2 separate regions of the Capra hircus genome follow, and region 2 is linked to region 1. The links are chromatin contacts, called in public Hi-C maps. All regions are on one chromosome and are shown on one strand. Each heading gives the region's core, a stretch centred on a gene start, on an enhancer-like site or on the middle of the called end of the contact. The rest is flanking DNA. Distances are from core to core; before and after follow the strand shown.

Region 1 (4,454 bases), core at 1,159-3,658:
TGCCCTTGCTCCTCTCTCCCCTTTTCTTTTGCTTTCTCCAACTCTGCCTGCATCCCTCTCTTCTTATCTCATCTCTTGTCCCTTCCAAAGCCTTGCGGGCATGGAGATACCTGTGGTCTGCACCTCCCCAGGTCCATGGTGCTCAGGGCACCTTCCTTCCCACAGAGACCCATCAGGCCTGTCCCTAGGGTGTCCAGAAAAAGAAGTTTATCCCTCCTCCTGCCATCTTCCTCCACTCTGGGCTTCTTTACCCCATTTAACTTCTGAGAGCCTGGCCATGCCCCTGTGACCTCGCACAGCCTACATCAAGTTCCTGCTTGTCCTCCTGGGTCTGTTTGCATGAGGGAAGCACAGAAAGCCTGCACAAAGCTGACTCTCAGACTGTGCATTCCATCCTTCTTCACCCACGGGCTGTGTGTTTCCACAGCCGGTCCCCCTCCCCTCTCCAAGCACCAGAGAAGGAGAAAGAGAACCCGGCAGAGCTGGCCGAGAGGTGCCTCCGGGAACTGCTGGGCCGGGCTGCCTTTGGCAACATCAAAAACGCCATCAAGCCTGTTCTCATGTGAGTGTTCCCCTTCCCCGCCCCCCACCCCCCGGCCTCCAGCTTTGAACTGTTTCAGGTCCAGCACCTCCTTGCTGACTCGGGAGGAGGGAAGCAGGTGTCACAGTTGAGGGGCTGCAGCCAAGTTGGTCCCTTCTCTGTGCCCATGTTCTTCTGCATTGTGGCATCAAAAGCTACCACGTAGTGGCCAAGCACAGTTTTGGGGAGAGGAGTTGGCAGGAGGAGTCCCAAGGCTAAAGGAAGGCGCTCGGCTTCATTCCTGAGTCCACCGCCCCACCCCCTGTTCCTTGACTTCTCCGCTTCTCTAACCTGACCTGAAAGCCCTTGCTACTTACCTGGAAGCTTTGAGAGGGACTGGGTCTCTCAGGACGGGTTATGTTCCCACCAAGCTTCTCCTCCTTCTTTGCATTTCATAGTTACTGTCCACGTTTTTTCCCTCACAGCCATCTGGATAACCATTCTCTTTGGGAACCCAAGGTGTTCGCCATCCGTTGCTTTAAAATCATCATGTACTCAATTCAGGTATGATGGTTCTCCAGGTTCAGCTTGTCCCCTTGGCCAGGGGTACCCCTGGGAGCGGGATGGTGCACACCTGGAGAAAGCCAGCCCCTAGTCGTCTGAACTGGTGCTGCCTGACCTAGTCGTGGAGATGGACTGGTTTAAACCATCTTATTTCTAATATGTCACAGACTTCTACTTTATAAAACATGAAAAGAATTCCCAGAAAAAGTAAGTGAAAGCCTCATGCAAAATACAAGCCCACAGACCATAATTGGCTGCCGTGGCTTTGTCAGATTGCTCACTCAACACTTGCTCTCAGTTTCTGTCCTCAGCTCAATGTAAATGGGCATCAGATAGATCTTGAATTGGCACCAGACCATGGGCCACACTTTAAGCAGCACTGGACTGAAGTGCTTGTGGCCCTTACTTTAAGGCCTGGCACCTGGGGGAAATGAAAAGGAAGACAGTATTTTTAAACTGACTTTTGACGCACTTGAAGTGAAAGGGCCCAGGAAATACGTGGAAATCCAAGTCTTCATTGGGATTTGACTCAACTCCTCCTTGGACCAAGGATGGGGGAGAAACTCAGGAAGAGGAGCCAGGGTATCTGGGCTCCACCTCTAGTGCCCGCTAGCTTTGGGACCTCACTTTTTGTCCACACAACTTTGGGTCCTCCTGGAGGGCTGCCCTGGCTCAGAGGCCACGTGGGGGGGGTTGCTGTTTGGGGACCAGCACGTCTTCCTCCCCCCCAGCCGCAGCACTCCCACCTGGTTATCCAGCAGCTCCTGAGCCACCTGGATGCCAATAGCCGCAGCGCGGCCACGGTGCGGGCTGGCATCGTGGAGGTCCTGTCGGAAGCTGCCGTCATCGCTGCCACCGGCTCTGTGGGTAAGGGGGGATCTTGAGCGGAACAGGGGCTGGGAACCCCCTCAAAGATGAAGCACTGCCCTTACGGTGGGCTGTCCCTCCTTCCAGAAAAGGGCAAGGGTAGGGAGGTGTCGGAGCAGTTAACCTCAGGAGGAGAAATCAGCCAGGGAAGGTGGGGGGGCGGGGGGCGGGGGGGGTGGGCAGAGGAAGCCCCTGGCTGGAAGTGGGTCTGAGCTTGCCCGGTAAGCCTGGGCAGGGGACAATGAGCCAGGAGTGCCAGCCCCAGATGTCAGGTCTTCCGCCCTACTGTGCCCAGGGCCCACAGTGCTGGAGATGTTCAACACTCTGCTGAGGCAGCTGCGGCTCAGTATCGACTACGCTCTGACCGGGAGCTACGACGGGGCCATCAGCCTCGGCACCAAGATCATCAAAGAACACGAAGAGCGCATGTTCCAGGAGGCAGTCATCAAGACCATAGGTGGGCCCCGGGAGGGGCGGGGCCCCCCCCCGGCCAGACCTGCTGAAGGAGGGGTAGATGGGCGGTCCCCGTTCCCCCAAGGATGCTAGTCCCTGGCGTTGTAGGTTTGTCGTCCACTCAACATCTCGTTAGGGCTCCCCTGGTAGCTCAGCTAGTAAAGAATCCGCCTACAATGCAGGAGACCTGGGTTCGATCCCTGGGTTGGGGAAGATCCCCTGGAGAAGGTCATGGCAACCCACTCCAGTATTCTTGCCTGGAGAATCCCCATGGACAGAGGAGCCTGGCAGGCTGCCGTCCACAGGGTTGAAAAGAGTTGGACACAGCTGAGCGACTAAGCACGCATGCTCGCACTTGGTGTTAATGCAGGGACACTGGAAGAAGTGGAGTCAGCCCACGGTGCTTACAGCTCACAGCTCACATCGTCCCTGGGGCCAGGCCTGAGTCAGATCACAGAACAATCTCCCTGGGTTTCTCAGCCTGGAGTTCAGATCAGAGGCTAAGAGAGGCGAGCTCTTCTTGCACCTCAGTCCCCATTAGGCCTGCCTGATCCTTCCACGTCGAGGGGTTCAGTTCAGTTCAGTCATTCAGTTGTGTCTGACTCTTTGTGACCCCATGAACTGCAGCAGGCCAGGCCTCCCTTTTCATCACCAACTCCCAGAGTCCACCCAAATTCATGTCCATTGAGTCGGTGATGCCATCCAACCATCTCATCTTCTGTCATCCTCTTCTCCTCCTGCCCTCAATCTTTCCCAGCATCAGGGTCTTTCCAAATGAGTCAGCTCTTCGCATCAGGTGGCCAAAGTATTGGAGGGGAGGGGAGAGAAAGAAAGACAAAAGGAAGGAAAGAGGACAGGGAGAAAGCTATAGTATGCGCATGGACACTCTGAAGTCCACACGTGATCATAAGGGCTCAGAGTCTCCCTGCTCCAGTGCCAATGGAGCGTCCCCTCTAGGTCCCACACCTTCACCACAGCCACGGGCATAACAGGTCAGGGACAGGAGCCTGGAAGAGTCACCTCAGCCACGGGAATAACAGGTCAGGGACAGGAGCCTGGAAGAGTCACCTCAGCCACGGGAATAACAGGTCAGGGACAGGAGCCTGGAAGAGTCGCCTCAGCCACGGGCATAACAGGTCAGGGACAGGAGCCTGGAAGAGTCGCCACAGCCACGGGCATAACAGGTCAGGGACAGGAGCCTGGAAGAGTCGCCTCAGCCACGGGCATAACAGGTCAGGGACAGGAGCCTGGAAGAGTCGCCACAGCCACGGGCATAACAGGTCAGGGACAGGAGCCTGAAAGAGTCACCTCAGCCATGGGAATAACAGGTCAGGGACAGGAGCCTGGAAGAGTCAGCTGGCACTCCTCACAGTAGTTTGTTCAGCTGAAAGGCTGAGCAGGGCCCCCCCGCCCCTTTCCCCGCAGCTGCCAGCCTTACCAGAGCCAGCCCTCTCCTCTGTCATTTCCCCGCAGGCTCCTTTGCCAGCACACTGCCTACTTACCAGCGCTCCGAGGTGATCCTCTTCATCATGAGCAAGGTTCCACTGCCTTCCCTGCACCACCCCATGGAGACGGGGAGGACTGGGTAAGTCTACCCTGCCTTCGTCTCCCTTCTTAGATTCCACCAACTCCCCTTCCCACGTTTCTCGGCTCTCTCCCTTTTCCACCTCAACTTTCCTGGTTCTGCCCTCACACGTCTTTTCTCATTCTACTCGCAAATCCCTCCACAGCCTTTCGTGGGCCTTTGGATCCTACGTAACTCCACTGACTGTCCCATCAGTAACAATCGCCCACCTTGAGGGGTGTGTGTGCACTAAGTCGCTTCGGTCATGTGCTACTCTTTGTGACCCCATGGACTGTAGCCCACCAGGCTTCTCTGTCCATGGAGATTCTCCAGGCAAGAATACTGGAGTGGGTTGCCATGACCTTTTCCAGGGGATCTTCCCGACCCAGGGATTGAACCTGCATCTCTTTACATCTCCTGCACTGACAGGCTGGTACTTTACCACTAGCTGGTCAGCGTCCTTCCTCTGGAAGTCACTGTCCCGGG
Region 2 (4,454 bases), core at 1,225-3,724, 120 kb before region 1:
GAGAAAGGCATTCAAAAGGAATCCACTCTAAGACCAAACAGTAAATAGTTGTAACAAAAGTATTATTAAATGCCCCTACTTTCCCAGTTTAACTATTTTTGTTGTAAACTGAATTTCCTTATACATTTGATTTATTTCTGGACTCCAGTCTGTTTCACTAATGTCTCTGTATTTACTTTCCAGTATCAATAGGAAAAGCTTAGTAACTTTAAAATATGTTTTAATATCTGGTAGTGTTAGTTTCCTCTCATTTCTTCTCCTCAATTTTCTTGGTTAGTCTCACATTTAATTTTTCATAAGGATTTTTAGTACCTTTTACTATGTTCTGAAGAAAAAAACTACTGATGTTTTAACTATAATTGAGTGACATTTGTAGATTATTTTAAAGAACTGATATCTCCAAAATATTGAGTGATCCTAATTAAGAGGACACACACCTTTCCACTTATCTAAGTAATTGCATGTCTCTATAAAAATGTTTCTTTATAATAGGTCCTAGGACCTACCTATATCTTCTGAAGTTTAAGCCTGGGCACTTTATTTTGGTCATTATTGTAAATTAAAACAGTTTTTCAATTATATAATCCAAAAATTATAATTCTGATACAGTAAAGCTGTAAGTTTTATATATTAATTTTGTCTTATTGTTTCTAATAGGTTTTCAGTTAATTCTCTTTGTGTTTTCAGATAAACAATCATATCATTAACATATAATGGCAATTTTGCTTTCTCCTTTTTAGCATTTCATACTTATTTCTTTCTCCCTAACTGCACTGGTTAATAAATCTAGAACTGTATTACATGAACGTGGTTGACACTGGACATTTTAAGCTATTTCTAAAGTTGAATCATTAAACATAGCAAAATTTTAAAAGTGAGCATGCTCACTTAGCCAGTTTAGTATTTAGTATATGACCTTCTAGAGGTCTGTCTTTTCTTTTCAATGCCTGGCACATAGTTTACATTCAGTAATCATTGACTTTCAGCTATGTTAGTACATACATATACATAGATATATAAACAGTACAAAATAATAAATGGAAAGAAAAGACACTAATAAACATTTAGTGAGCATCAACTACGTGCAGGTCTTTGGCATAAACACTCCCATTAACAGCTCTCTGGGCATGTAGATCCTACTAGGAGTTGATTTTGACAGCAAATAATGATTGGAAAGGGGGGCTTCCCGGTTGCTCAGTGGTAAAGTATCTGCCGGCAATGCAGGAGATGCGGGTTCGATCCCTGGGTTAGGAAGATCCCCTGGAAAGGGAAATTGAGGGAAATACTCAATCTAGTATGCTTGCCTTGGAAATCCCACGGACAGTGGAGCCTGGCGGGCTACAGTCCATGGGGTCGCAAAAGTCCTGGCGACTAAACAATGATGGAAAGAACATTGCAATGGGAGTGTGAAGACCCAGGTTCTAATTCTGTCTCAGTCACTGATTTGATGACCTTGGAAGGTTCTTAACTAACAGCTTCCACTCACCCTGAAGAAGAGACAATTTGGATGAAGAAGAGGCGGTCTTAGAATTCACGTGGGGATAAAGACCTCCGTTCACCTCTTGCCCTCCCTACCCCCAATACTACGGGAGAGCTTAGAGCTGATAGCCAGTAGACGCACCATAGAAAAAGACAGTGGATCTAAGACTTCTTTGCAATAATGCATGTGGTGACACTATCGGAGATAAACACAAAACAAAATAGAGCAAGTTCCTTGACATCCACTGCACCTCCCTGTGAAACACTTCAGCATCAGTCACGCTCTCTTACAAATGAAATGTAGATTCTGGGCTCCACATCTACAGAGTAAATTTTACAAATCCCCATCCTCACACACAGCCCAGTAAGTTATTAGCTCCCATGCTCTGCTGGGGTAACTAAACTTTTATTCTCCACCTCAAAGTCCTGTACGGGTCACCCAGAACGCAGATATGTTATCCAAGCAGACGATCTGACATGAGGACCTAGGCCTCCTCTCTCTTTGGGATGTAGTCAACGGTTAGAGGCCACTCGAGACACCTTCTTAGGTGTCGGAGGGGGGCAACCCAAAGGTCAAAAAGGTCAGGAGAGTTTTTCCCCGTGGAGCCGTGTGCCTCCGGAGACCCAGGCCTGCTCAGGGGCGGGGAGGAGGCCGGGCGACCAGGCTGTTGAGTGGCCGCCCTCCCAGCCAATCGGCACGTCGCTCCGCCGCGCTGTGGTCCCGCCCCTCCCAGCGCGGTACTCACTTTTCCCACTTCGGCGTTGCCCATGGAGATGACTTTGATGCGCAGGGACTTGCCAGGCTCCTTCCGCTTCGGCATGCTGGCCTCCATGGCCCTCGCTCTCTCGGGGCCAGCAGCCTCGGTCTCTGCTTGTTCACCACACTGGCCCGTCCCTCAGGCTTCCTCGTCCAATGGCGGGACCGCTGCTCTCGTCACCGCCCCGGCTCCGCGGCTCGCCATCCCCGCCGCTGCCTGGCAGCGGGCGCTGGCGGTTGGGAGGGTAGGGAGCTGGGGGAGGGAGAAGAGAGTCTCGCGATGCTAGCAAGGGGCCGCGTGACGTCATCACCAGGCCCCAGAGCTGAGGCTGCTCCCTAGGGTCGCGCGATCTGGCCCGGCAGCGTCCCTAGGCAGGAAGGCGGCCTCGCGGGAGGTGGCAGAGTTTTACACTTCATGGAGCATGCGACCTTGTGCCCAGGGTAGGGTTCAGGACCTAGAAATTTGTTAGGTTCGCAGCCGAGTGGTAGAAATTTATTGACTGTTCAAGGCAGATTCTCAGGCTGGAAGTAGCTGAAATTACGGATTAGTTCAAGGTCCATCGGTGCGGATATGCCAAGTAGACCACGGTCCGTTTTGGTGTACTTTTTGTGGAGTCTTCAGTACCCATGGGCGCATCCACTGACCCCCCTCTTCCAATATTATGTTTCCCTTGGGGTCCCTATTATGTACTTCTAGCCTGCAGGTGGAACGTTCAGATTAGACCTTTTTTACACTTTCACTTCTGTCAAGGTGTGTGTGACTGTAGCTGTGAGCTCAGTTTATCTCGTTACCCTGCTACTCATCCACATTTACCCCCATCTTGTTCTCACCTTTAGCTGAAAATATAACAAGAAAATAATAATTCTGAGATAACCACTTTTCTCATTCCAAGCGATGAGACGGAAAGCGTCTTCTAGAAGAGAAAACAGTTGGAGCAACTGTCGCTTTTTGGGTCAATATATTTAGCTACAGAAGATGAATAGAATTTGACAAAAGTTTGTTTAGTGCCCTGAAAAAGAATGGCTGCCAATTTCCCACTAAATTATGAGGGGGAAGGTAGCATTGCTTCTGTTCACACATAGCTATAAACGTTTTAAATACATTACAGGAAGATAGTGACAAGGCTCAAAGTTTTGTAACAGTTATTTTGTTAGATTTTTCAAGCATTTTAATGTTAAAATTTAATTTTGAAACATTAAATGCTTATTAAGAAAAAAAAAGCTTATTTTGGATTGTTCCATAGTAAACAAGTAATGTAACTTAGTTCGGTGAAGTTTCTAAAATTCTTTGCAATTATGAAATATAAGTCCTGATTAGAATTTTGATAGTTTAAAGCTTAAAAGAATTGGATTTATACTGATTTTTCCAGACCTCCATGAATATTTTCCATTTTCATGTGGATCTCAGTATGATTTGATAAATCAATAAACATCTGTTTCTTTTATTTCCTCTTTTTTAATTTTTTTTTATTGGAGGAAGATTGCTTTACAATGTTGCGTTGGTTTCTGCCATACTGACCCTGTAATAGAACTGATATTGTGGAAGTATAATTGCAAAATGTCAAATCTTCAACTATTAAAGACATTAGGTATAATACTGTTGAGCGTGAGAGCAGTGAAGTGTGCTAAAGATGAAAATTTATTATCATTTCTTCATATTGATGTTTTCAAGATTTGAATATGTATAGCCGTATTGTTTACTAGTTGTGTTGAATTAGTTTAAAGCAGAAAAAGTAAGAAAGTTAGCTTTCTCTTCCAGTCTAAGATAAAAAGAGCAAAGAGAAGTATGTCAACTGTGTATGGAGCTGGAAGATATAGTATGGGGATTAGAAACTGAGCTCCGGAGTCAGCCCTCTTAATCCTTAACGTTGGCATGACATGGGTGTGTAGTGGCAGTCAGGGCTGCCCATGAAGTATATGGTAATCCCCAATAAACAACAGTGGTATGCTTTCATTTACTCATATTTTTTATGTTTTATCTGTTACAAAAGATTCTACATTTTTTTTATTAATTAACTTTTATTTTTGGTTGCACTGGGTCTTCATTGCTGTGCGGAGGCTCTCTCTAGTTGTGGAGAGCAGGGGCTAGTCTCTAGATGTGCGGGCCCCTCTTTGCAGGGGCCTTCCTTGTCGCAGAGCACAGGCCCTAGGCGCTCCAGCTTCAGTAAATGCGGCACACAGGCTCAGCAGTTACAGTTCAAGGGCCCTAACGCGTGGG

What was found. Hi-C and Micro-C count contacts between places; a contact is called where the count stands out from the background.
Region 2: a Hi-C map of liver shows a contact between it and region 1, with 4 times the contacts expected there. The contact joins the promoter of DNAJC27 here to the enhancer-like site in region 1. A contact is called at or near these places in 2 of 5 Hi-C or Micro-C datasets (blood and liver).

What each region holds. Positions count from the first base shown.
Region 1 is chr11:73,858,050-73,862,503 of ARS1.2, reverse strand. EFR3B (protein EFR3 homolog B) reads left to right here. Exons shown (of 23, transcript XM_018055556.1): 7 at 428-562; 8 at 1,006-1,084; 9 at 1,843-1,951; 10 at 2,247-2,408; 11 at 3,878-3,989. Among named protein-coding and RNA genes, the nearest start is that of POMC, 27 kb to the right of the region's middle. Within about 2 kb of position 2,408, at least 1 of the 5 cell types and tissues checked has an H3K27ac peak or open chromatin away from gene starts, as enhancers often do.
Region 2 is chr11:73,975,568-73,980,021 of ARS1.2, reverse strand. DNAJC27 (dnaJ homolog subfamily C member 27) reads right to left here and starts at 2,474. Exons shown (of 7, transcript XM_018055557.1): 1 at 2,226-2,474. The coding sequence starts at 2,312.